Linked DNA regions of Capra hircus: region 2 is linked to region 1. Evidence: chromatin contacts called from public Hi-C data. All regions are on one chromosome and are shown on one strand. Each heading gives the region's core, a stretch centred on a gene start, on an enhancer-like site or on the middle of the called end of the contact. The rest is flanking DNA. Distances are from core to core; before and after follow the strand shown.

The links. A called contact is a pair of places that touch in the nucleus more often than the background predicts.
Region 2: a contact with region 1 is called in a Hi-C map of blood, with 2.4 times the contacts expected there. The contact joins two enhancer-like sites. A contact is called at or near these places in 3 of 5 Hi-C or Micro-C datasets (blood and liver).

The regions. Positions count from the first base shown.
Region 1 is chr10:14,805,134-14,810,748 of ARS1.2, forward strand. No RefSeq gene overlaps it. Among named protein-coding and RNA genes, the nearest start is that of CIPC, 24 kb to the left of the region's middle. Within about 2 kb of position 1,563, at least 1 of the 5 cell types and tissues checked has an H3K27ac peak or open chromatin away from gene starts, as enhancers often do.
Region 2 is chr10:14,921,039-14,926,744 of ARS1.2, forward strand. No RefSeq gene overlaps it. Among named protein-coding and RNA genes, the nearest start is that of LRRC74A, 76 kb to the right of the region's middle. Within about 2 kb of position 1,988, at least 5 of the 5 cell types and tissues checked have an H3K27ac peak or open chromatin away from gene starts, as enhancers often do.

The DNA.
Region 1 (5,615 bases), core at 313-2,812:
ACTAAAGTAGCAGGCGCTCAGAGAGCTGGCCCTCTGGGGAGAACGCTCGGTCCTAGCCTCTCTTTACTCCCCCTCGCCCAGGAGAGGGGTGTCTGTGGTTCTTGGGGAGCCTGGGCAGTGGCTAACATGGTCAGGGAGAGGTGGGAGAAGCTGCCCACAAACACTAATTTCTCCAACCAGAGGCCTTTTTCGGAGCCTACCCTGACGTGAGACTCGGGCTGAAGCACCAGAGGGGTAGGAAGCTGAGGCTCAGGTGCCTTGTCTCCCTTACCGGCACAAAGGGAGGGGGTGGCAGCATGTCTTCGGAGGGTCCATGTGGTCAGTGCTCAGGAAGCTCGTTTCCCTCGGATCCTTCTGGAAGGGGCCCGCACAGCCCCTTCCCGAAGCACGGCTCTTTCTTTTCTGGTGATCAGGAGCTTCTGTGGTTTCTTTTCCCTCCTTCATTTTGCCAGGATCGCCTCTCCCGTGGTGGAGCCATTTGCCTTGGGGCTCCAGTCCACGTGATTATGGGGGAGCCGGGTGGCTGCCTCTGAGGGTCTCAGCCTCGGGGAAGGGGGTCAGCCTGCAGAAGCCAACAACACAGAGCATTTCCTCCTCCGTGAAAGGGCACCAAGGAGGGAAGAAGGCCTCGGGCACTGTGCATCTGGACAGAGCCGGGTCAGAGAGAAAAGGGCCCCCTGGGAAGCCTCCACACCTCCCATTAGTCAGGGGAAGTCTTCCTGGAGCAGGTAGCAATCTCTCCCCGACCCTCAACCCAGCACATACCCGCTGAGATGTGGAAACGACAGGAGAGAGAAAGGAAGGTCCAGAATTATGGATCTGTGATAATTTTTTTGGAGAGCTGTTGGGGGTAGGGATGAGGACAGGAAGATGTACAATCGGTCTGGGATTGGTTTATTTTTATTGCTTTTTAAAATTATGTGGGTAATTGATGTTCATTGAGAAAAAGAGAAAACACAGATAAGCCAAGACAACAAAAACCATCTGTTAGCATCTTGGCAAATATCCTTTTTCTATGATTAGATACATAGAGAATACTTCCTTTCATTAATAAAAGGTTTTCTTACTGTATTTGTGTTGTTGTTCAGTTGCTAAGTTGTGTCTGACTCTTTGTGACCCGATGCACTGCAGGCTCCAGGCTTCCCTGTCCTTCACCATCTCCCAGAGTTTTCTCAAACTCATGTCCAGTCAGTGATGCCATTCAACCATCTCGCCCTCTGTCGCCGCCTTTTCCTCCTGCCCTCAATCTTACCCAGAATCAGGGTCTTTTCCAACAGTTTTAAGACCTGCTTTCTTCCTTTTTTTTTTTTTTTTTTTAAACAGAACAATAGACTAGGGCATCTTTTCAGGTCAACAGATAAGTAGACTTCATCTCCATTGATGTTATTGGCTTCGGGTATTATCTGGTGATTGGGAATTTCCCTTGTCTTTCTGCCGCCTTTTCCTGGGCGCCTGCACTGGGCTTGGCACTGGATGTGTGTCCTTGGCACTGGGGAAGACGGGAGACCAGCAAGGAGGATGGAAGGAGGTGGGAGATGCAGTGGTCGCGGGCCCAGGCCACACGAGGGCAGCAAGCCCCGCTGGAATGGGGGCCGCCTCTCTCTCACCCACCTCCCAGCCTGCTTGTGGATGGACAGCCCTGAGACCAGCTGCCACCTGGACCCAGGTGGGGAGGTGGAGTAGAGAGGGATTTCCATGATCTTCAGGCTGAGATGGCCCCCTGCAGCCAAAGTGCTCCCTGGCAGGCCGGGTGACCAGTCAGGGTTTACTGGTCCAGAGGGGACTGGGTAAGCTCATGAGAGAGTCAGAGAATCCGGACATGGAGGAGATGGGGAGAGTCTTTCCACTCAGCTTCAGCAATCAGAAGCAGCATCCCCACCCAGGCCCAGGGTCAGCCCTGGGAAACTGACCAGCTCAACCTGGTCTCTGGGACAACCCAGAAGAAGAAATGAAAGAGAAGTAAGTAGGGTAGCACAACGGTTAAGCCCACAGACACGGAGTTTGATGGGAACCTGGCTTCCAGTCCTGGCTCTAGCGTTCAGCAGCTGTGTGACCTGGATCAAGTCACTTAACTTCTCTGAGCTTCCATTTCCCCACCGATAAATTCAGAACGGCTTCTACTTAATGGTTTTGTGAAGAAAATTGTCGGATCATATCCATAAAGCACTTGGCACACTGCCCAATGAATGTAGCTAGAGTTATCTTTTCATCATTAGCCGGTAAGTCGGTCTGCAGAGCCATGAGACAGCTGCTTACTGAAAACAACATGGTTGCGTGTTTCCCCGTGTTCATCGCTATGGCTGGGTTTTGTGTGCAGGGCTACGTGCGGGTGTGGGTGGCTGGGATCTAGAGGAGGAAGAAAGACAGGGGTGGGGTGCAGGGTGGAGGCTTATAAACCTAGCTGCTTTGAAACCAGGGGAAGCCTCGGGTCACCCACCCTTCCTCCATTAAGGAAAAGGCTGGACCTGTCCATGCTGCACCTCCCTGACTCCCCAGGGCCGTCCGGAGCCCCCTCCTCCCAGAGGGGCAGGGCATGGGGGTGCAGCTGGATAAGAAGACCTGAGGCGTGATGCCAGCACCTGGATCCCAGCAGGGAAGGAGGTCGGGGGAGAGTGGGCGGGGCACGTGTGCTCAGCTGCAGCATTCATGGGCCCAGGGGCGGGGTGGAGGGCAATCTCTGAGGATCACTGCCTGGCTGCCAGATGGTGCCTCTAGGGGCCGGCAGAAGGGGGCAGGTCCCTTGACCTTGAGTGGTGGAGGGCCCCGTGAGGTCCTCTGGGTCCACCCTCCAGGGAAGCTGGCATCCCGGCTGGTCTCCTGACCTGCGCAGTGGCAGCCTGGGCCCCAGACCAGGGTCCCCGTTCCACCAGGCCTGCTAACGAGGAACGGCTTCTCCAAAGACAGAGGGCTGTGTGCCCGCAGGTGGACCGCTGGTGGATGCTGGAGGGTGAGTGGTGTCCGCCTGCATTCCTTTAACTCCTCCGGAGAGGTCACCACGGGGTCTCCATCATGAGCGGTCTGGAGCCTGGTGTGATTTTCTCCTACAATTTCATCTACTCCCTGGATGGCCCCCAGTGTGCAAGCCGCTGACAGTCCTCAGTCTTTGCACTTGATTTCCTGGAAGCAGCGGCCGGGCCAGCAGCTAGTGATGGATGCGAGCTAGCAGGCTGGGGGTGGAGGAGGCTGGCTGCGCCCTCCCACAGCTTGGCAGGGTCCCTCACACACAGGATGCACACACTCCTGCCTCCTTGCTCGACCTCGGGGTATCAGTGCCTACAGAAAGCCTGGCGTCTGTGCACTGAGATGCATGGGCGAGGACGCTGGTTGCAGAATTGTTTGCAGGAGAAAGAACTGGAGACCCCTTATCTGCTCAGGGGAGCAGGGAGGGGCTGCCGCATTCTGCATGTGCACAGGGTCTCTGGGACTGTGCGGTGGCGCCGTTTACCTGAAACACCAGGCTCCCCAGAGTCAGGCCTGGCAACAGGGACCCTGAGTGAGGGGGTGAGTGGAAAGGCAGTGGTTGAATCAACTGCATCACATCCACAAGGGCAATATCTGCAGAAATTAGAAAAATAAAGCAACAACAGATACGTGTGCTTCATATATACGGTCATGAAAAAAATGTTCAAGATACACTGTTATTGGGGGAAAGCTGTAGGGCGGTATGGTCAGCTTGATCCAACTGATGTAAAAGCAAAAAAACCCCAAACATCGTGGCATCATATACACATGTGTGTGTGTATGTATAAATGCCCAGAAAAAGTCTGGAATGACATACAGCCAACTGCTGATACAGGTCACTGCTGGGGAAGCAGGGATATTGGGGAAAAAAGAACTTGTCACTGTTTCTCTCTTTACTTCTGTGTTCACATTTTTTTTTTCTTCAATGAATACAAAATTCTTTAATGGGGTAATGAATGATACTTTCTGTTTTTTATCAACCTCACCCTCTAAGGTATTTCTTTTTTTAATTTATTTTTTTATTGAAGGATAATTGCTTTACAGAATTTTGCTGTTTTCTGTCAAACCTCAACATGAGTCAGCCATAGATATACATATAACCCCCTCCCTTTTGAACCTCCCTCCCACATTTTTTTATGGAGAGAACAAACCCGGTGTCAAGAACAGCACCCTCCTCTCCTTGGTGCTCCTTACCTGACTCCCTCAAGCTCCTGTTCCCCATTGTTCTCCCTGAGACAGTGAACTCCCCCAGAACCCTGGCTGGGAGAGCTAGACCTGACCTGGGCCCACATCAAAGTCCCGTGTGGCATCAGAGGGGGACCGGTCACGGCCCAACCTCCATCCTGGCCTTCCGCAGTGGCTGGCTTCTCCAGCTGACAGTGCAGAGACAGCCTGCGGGGTGAAGCCCCTGCAAGGTGGGCCTGCAGCGGGGAGATGTCTGGGAAGGAGCCCAAGGGGCTGTAGCTGAGGCTCCTTTTTTTTGGGACCCCTTTCCAGGGGCTGAAGGTGGAAGGAGGGAAAGAAAGGTGTTGTCTCCTGCCTTGGGCCCCGTGGGGAGGCTGCTGGAGCCTTCAGCCAGCGAGGCCGGGCTTCTGGATCAAAGGAGTCAGGGCAGGACCATCCCCAGGGCCAAGCCAGGAATCCCCGGATTCCCGCCCAGGCCTGGCACTGCCCTGCTTGCCTGCCAGGCTTGGGGCAGGGACTGCGGGCATCCAGGGTGCTGCTCTGACCGAGGGGCCCTTCAGTCCTAGACACCTGTGTCCGCTGGACCTGCAACAGGCCCAGCCCCCATGGCCGAGCGGGTGAAGGGATTTTGCCTTCCTTCTTCCTTGTTCTAGAAGGAAGAATAGGAGCAGGGCACATGGGTCACACATCTCTGGTGTGCCAGAAGCCTCCCTGGGTTCTTGACACTTAGCTCATTTGTACCCCTCAGCCATGCCATCCTGCAGGTGAGGTTCACAGCTGTGGGGCTGGGGGGACCTAACTATTGGCCAACTCGGACCAGAGATGTGAGCCTGGGTCCCTCTGCGCCAAAGGGCTGCTCTCTCCCTCTATGCCCAGTGCAGCCTCACTCCTCTGCAGGCTTCAGGGAGGGTGCACTTGTCACTCAGCCCAGGGGAGCAGAGAAAATAGCAGTCGAGGGGCCTGTGGTAAGGACCTAAGCAGGGCAAGGGACCCAAACCAGCCTCCAGGGTCTCTTGAAGGTTCCTGCTGCTCCCTGACCAGTTCTCCAAAGGGGGCTGCCTCCAGGGAGTTCTCCTTGCTTTCCAGCCCTCCCGGCACTCCCTGGCTTGTGGTGGCTTCAGTCACTGGGCTCGACCCTGCTCTGCTGGAGATGGATCAGGCCGGCCTTGCCCCTTTTCGTGGATTCGTTAATCCTTCCTCTGGTGTCCCCACTCCTGACTGGCTGGGTGGGACCCCCTTCCTCTAAACCCTCACCTCTTCCAGCCAACAGTTTTTAGCCAAGATGGGGTTTTCTGTCATAGCAAATAGGCCAAGTCTGATGATCAGTGTGGCTCAGATCCCTGCTCTTCCTCCAGTGGCTAGGTGACTTTGAGGATGTCCCTGCACACCTCTGCACCTCAGTTTCTCCATCTGTAAAATCAGGATGATGGCAGCGGGACTCTTAGGGCTGTTTGTCAGCAACACACACG
Region 2 (5,706 bases), core at 738-3,237, 120 kb after region 1:
CATCTTGTCTGAGGTCCCAAGGAACCTCCCAAGTCTTTATGGCTAGTGCCTGGTCCTCAGAGTTCTCCCCAGGGGCACTGTCCCGGACCACCTTTTCAGAAGCTTCCAAGGGGGCAGAAACCAGTTGCTGAGCAGGTGTGCACGCAGCCAAGGAATTCTCCCTTCCTCTCTCTGCTGAAACGTGACACGGTTCTTCTTCAGAGGCAGTGCCAAGCTGAGGGCTCCACTTTAACAAAAGAACTGAAATGAACTGAGATCTTAGCCGGAACTCAGCGGGTTGTGGGTTTCATTTCATCCAATCTTCACAGCAACCCTAAAGAGGTCCCTACTACTATTGTTTCCATTTTCCAGAAGGGGAAGGACAGCTAAAGGGGTCTGTTGATTTGCCCAGCTTGCACTAGGGAGGGACCTGGGGGTCTAACTGGTGGAGACAGAGGTCAAGGCCTTCCTGAGGTTTAAAGCCAGGGCAGAGGCTGAGGCTGCAGGATGTGGGTGCAGGGTTGGCAGCTCTGAGGGGCCATGGGGGAGCTCATGGTCTATGATGGTTCTGGGAGGTCTTGGAAGTCTCCGTGCCTCAGTTTCCCCACCTGACATCAGCATTGCGGGAAGAATGTGTTGGGGCGGGGTGGGGGCAGAGGAGCTGGCCTGAGGAGCCAGGGCGCAAAAGTAAGGCCCTCTGTGAGGGTGGTGTCCACTTGGCAGGGAGGAAGACCTGGCGATATGGAAGGAAAGCTGTGTAAATAGCATGCCCTTCCCATCAGCATCTCCAGGGAAGTCTGGCTGGGTTGGTAATACAGCCCTGCTTTCATGAGGCTTCCACGAACCTTTCAATAAAGTGCTCTGATCTATGGGCTCACTCACACACACACCCCATACTTATCTTCACAGCTATCTTCCAGGGCACATAAAGTATGCCCGGCTTTATTTTATGAGGCTAGAGGAAGCCAAGGTCACTCAGCCAGCAACAGGGAGAGCAAGCAGATGAGCCTGGATGCAAGGGCAGCGTGATAAAGTTGCTGCCCTCAAGGGTACCCCGTGGACGTGCAGGGCAACAGCGGGTAGTCAGCACCCACCCTATGCCCAGGCCCCGTCCCCTCCCCCATCTCCACAATGCCCAGGGGGGTCATTCCTCAGACCCTGCTGGTGCTATAATTCCCTTGGCACTGCCAGGTAGCCTCTCTGAGCCCCTCTCCAGCCTGAGTGAGGAGCTTTGCCTGCCCCCCATCATCCTTCAGGGCCCTGCTAGATTTCTCTGTCACCTTCGGTCAGGGTCCACGTTAGAGTACAAGTTTGGCAAAGGGCCTCCCCTCTGACCCCCCGGCCCTCCTGCCCTGCAGGATGGCAGCTGCCCTTCCCCAGGGACCAGGGATGCAGCCACTCTTGTAGCCTGCAGTTACCATGGTAACCGATGGCCCTCCTGTTGGTTTCCGTGGGGGGCGGTGGTGAGGGACAATGTCAGGGAGGGGGTGTGTGAGTGCCTGCTCTGTGTGTCCATTTTCAGCTCCAGGTGAGGGAAGGGGGGCCTCAGGAAGTGGGACCCCTGCCTCCTAGGGTAGGGGGCTGTCTCTCTCTGAAGCGCTGTCTCAATCAGCTTAGCTGCGTCCTGGGGGCAGGGAAGACTGCATGAGAGACTGGAGGACACTGAAGTGAAGAATGATGCTCCAGAAGGAAAAGGGGAGGGGGCGGCGGGTGGAGATGGGCATCCACACAGTGGTCCAAGGCGGAAGGCCTGGGTGGAGGCGGGGCGGGGTAGGCAGGAAGGAGGGAGCCAGGGCAGCAGAAGGGGGACCAGGGAGGAGCCAGAGCCTCAGGGGGGCACACCCGGGGAGGGCTGGGCCCCTTATTTCTGCCATCCACCACCCCTAGCTTCCAGGAGTGGGTGGGGTGGGTGGGGGTCTCCCGCTGCGCCTCCCCAGGCCGAGAGAAGGTCCCTCTGCTCCTCCGACATGATCTGTAATTTCCGGCAGACATTTGAGGTCCCTGACATCTGCATAATGTGGGCCAGTCTCTTAGCAACGGGGAACAGCTGTCTGGCATTTCCAAGATTAAACTGTAACTATACACGGTCCTTGCCAGGGGGAGGGGGAGGGAGAGAGGGGATAAACACTGCCTCCTGGCATTTTCAAACTCATTTAGCTTTTATTCATTTCCTGCCTCCAGTAAAGAGGCCAGGGATTCAGGCTGGGCCAGGCTGTTCCACCCCTGTCTCTACCACGGTTGCTGAGGTTGCAGATGGCTCTTCACCCAGATCTGTTGGCTCGCGGGAGCGGGGAGAGGGGTCGGGGGTACGGCACTAGCCTCCTTGGATTTTATTGTATTTGTTTTACGTAGGTGCGGTGATCCTGGCACGTGTGGGGTAGGTGCCGCCCGGGAAGAAAGGCTGTGTGGTCCATCAGTTGAAGCTCCCAAGGTGGCTCCAGCCTGGTTTCACTTCATCCAACTCTTGTCCTAATAGCTCTGTGATCTTGGGCCAAATCCCTTTTACCTGTCTGCACCTCCATCTCCCCGTCTGTAAAAGGAGATGATTCTTCTACCATCCTGAGGGCTGCTGTGAAGATAAAACGAACACGCGCTCAGGCAGTGGAGCCCCGATTGATTGTGGTAGTGCCTCTCATCCCCGGTTCCCCCACCTGCCCGTTATCCATGTCAGCAACCTCAGGCTTTGCTCTTGGGGGGCAGAGGTGGACACAGTCCGTTCCCCCCACCTCCACTGCCAGGAGCCACAACCTTGAACTCCTGTTCCCTGGAGCAATGACACTTGAACCCCGAGGGACTGAAGCCGAACTCAGCGGCCCCCAGCAGGACCACCCCAGGCCTGGGCAGCTCCCGTGTCGTGTCCCAGACCTGCAGCCGGCCCCGCTGTCTCCTGCCATTTGGCCGCAGCTCCTGAACTTGTGAGAGCGCGGTGTTTTGGTTTTGCAGCGAGAAGAAAAAAAAAAAAAAAGGGCGGGTGTGGGGACAGGAGAGGAAGAGGGAGGAGGAGGGAGAAACCCTTGAGCGGCCTGGGCCGGCCAGTTCCAGGAATGCGTTCTCGGACATCAGTGCCAAAGCAGTGACCCAGGCGGGGCGGCCAGGCCGGGAGAAGGGAGAGGCCGGCTCCAGGGCGAGAGCTTGCCTCTTCCCCACCCCCCAACCCCCCAACCCTGGCTGCCTCTGCTGACTCATCGCCGCTCCAGCTGGCAGGAGCCTTTTCTGGGGATGGCTGTTGCTAAGATTCCTCGGACATGACTGATTACTTCTCCTTGAGCCTGGTGAAAACATGTTTGTAGATTGCACGCAAACACACGCACCCGCTCCTGTGGATGCCTGCCCACGTGGGTTTTGTGCCCAAGTGTGTGTCTTCTTCACCCAGGTCACGAGACATGCCTACTGTTGTTCCCCAAGATTCCCTGACACTTAGCTTAGCTGCTAAGCCCCAGGGTCCCTGAAAAGAGCGCAGACACGCCAGGTTTCTCCCACCCCGGCCAGTAATTCAGGCAGCGGGGCAGCCGCCAGTGTCTGGGCCTGCTTTAATCTGAAGGAGTTTTCAGGTTGCCTTGAACACATTCTTGGCCTCTGTTCCTCCTCCCTCCCTGGGTTGCTCGGTGGCCTTCATTCTGCTGTAATGATCTAATCTTCCCTTCTCCCTCTGCCTGCCAGTTTTTTTGATGTCTGCTGTTCCAGGCACTCAGCTGGGAGCTGGAATGCTCTAGAGCTGGATTCCTGGCCTGGACCTGACGCCCCAGGGGGCTCCTGGCAGTGGGGGGTGGGGAGAGCTGCCCAGGGGCTCTGTTGCCCTGGAGAGAGGGGACCGCAATGAGGACTCTTGGATGACAAGTGCTGGATCTTTCTCTGGGCTCTGCCGGGTCCCAGAGTCTTGGCTGGGGAGGTCCAACGGCCGGGGGGGGGGCGGGTGGTGTCAGCGGGCACCCCTGGACGCCCAGCCTCCGGTTGCCAGCACCGCGTGTGAGCTTGGTCACCTTGGGCTCTTGCTGCCTTGGTTTCCCCACCCGCTGGGCTGAAATTGGACTCCTTAAGAAGCCTGCCAGGCTTTTACCATGACAGGGCTTGGCAGGGTGCTTGGGCACCAGGCAAGGTTGTTTGTCACGGGTTCTCGCAGGGGTGGAGGGGCAGGCGGGCCCATGCCAGCACGCAGCCCACGCGCTTCCTCTCACCAGCTCTGCTGGGCTCAGGCTCAAGTGTGGCTTCTTTACAGGGACCCACCCCGGGGGCCCAGATCCCACGAGCAGGCGCTCTCAGCCGTGATTTAGCGGCGGTTGCTAAGGAAGGCCTGGTACCCAGCCTGGAGGGTTGAGCCATGGCCAACCTGGATTCGATAGGCTAGGCGAGGCTCCCACCAGCCGCAGGAAAAAGCCTCTCTTCTGAGCTCAGGGTCCTCTGGCCTAAGATGACGACAAGGCCGGCTTCTTGGCTCCTGCTGATTTTGATATGAGACGATGCAAGGCAGGAGTGGAAATGAAGAGTAAAGCAAATGACAAGATGTAAAACGCGTTAGGCATCAGTCTGTTGCCTAATGCTCCTGGCAGCGGGACCCACCCACGCCAGGGACCATTGCTGGGACCCCAGAGTTCACCCTCTGGGCTTCCAAGCACATGAGCTTCCTTTTTGACTGTTTTACTCTGTAATTCCCAAATCTGACAACCCAGATAGAAGCTCTAGCCCCCTCCTGGTGAGAGTAAGGCTAGCAAGTGGGGTGCTGGCTTTGTCCAGTGCAGCTGCAGTTGAGGGTGTGGGCCAGCTATTTTCCAGATAAAGGAAACAGAGGTGCAGAAATGTAAAGAGAATGAGCTTGTTAGTCGCTCAGTCACGTCCGACTCCCCAGGTCATGTAGCTCACCAGACTCCTCTGTCCATGGAGGAAGAGGAGTATTTTCTCCAAGGAGTATATATCTCCAAGCAAGAATACTGGAGTGGGTTGTCATTCCCTTCTCCAGAGCATCTTCCTGACCCAGGGATTGAACCCGGGTCTGCTGCATTGCAGGCGGATTCTTCACCATCTGAGCCACCAGGGAAGCCGTGAGTTGTAAAGAAGCATCTAGTAAGTAATAGGGCCAGGATTCCAGCCACAGAAGTTTGTCTCCAGAGCCCAGCCCTTAACCACATCCCTTCATCGTCTCCCCATAACTGTCATGTCCCAGGATGGCACAGCAACACCAGGAGCTTTCACCTTCCCCGCTGTTGCTGTGGGCAGAACAGAAAACTATTCCCATAGTCTGTTTCCAGCACGGCTTCAGCCTCTGCTCTCTGGGGAGCCCACAGATTGGTGTCTCGTGAGATGAGTGTCACGGCCAGTTTTATTACTTCGTTCGCTGCTGAATGACCTGAGGCAGAGTGACCTTCAGCCTCTGGACTGTCTCCTCCCCTTCTGTATAGTAAGAGGCTTATGGGACCCCTGGCTTCCTTTGTTGTTCTGACATACAACAGATCTTAGAAATGCCTTCTAGCGCAAAGTTCGGAGAGAAGGCGATGGCACCCCACTCCAGTACTCTTGCCTGGAAAATGCCATGGACGGAGGAGCTTGGTGGGCTGCAGTCCATGGGGTGGCGAAGAGTAGGACACGACTGAGCCACTTCACTTTCACTTTTCACTTTCATGCATTGGAGAAGGAAATGGCAACCCACTCCAGTGTTCTTGCCGGGAGAATCCCAGGGACGGGGGAGCCTGGTGGGCTGCCGTCTATGGGGTCACACAGAGTCGGACACGACTG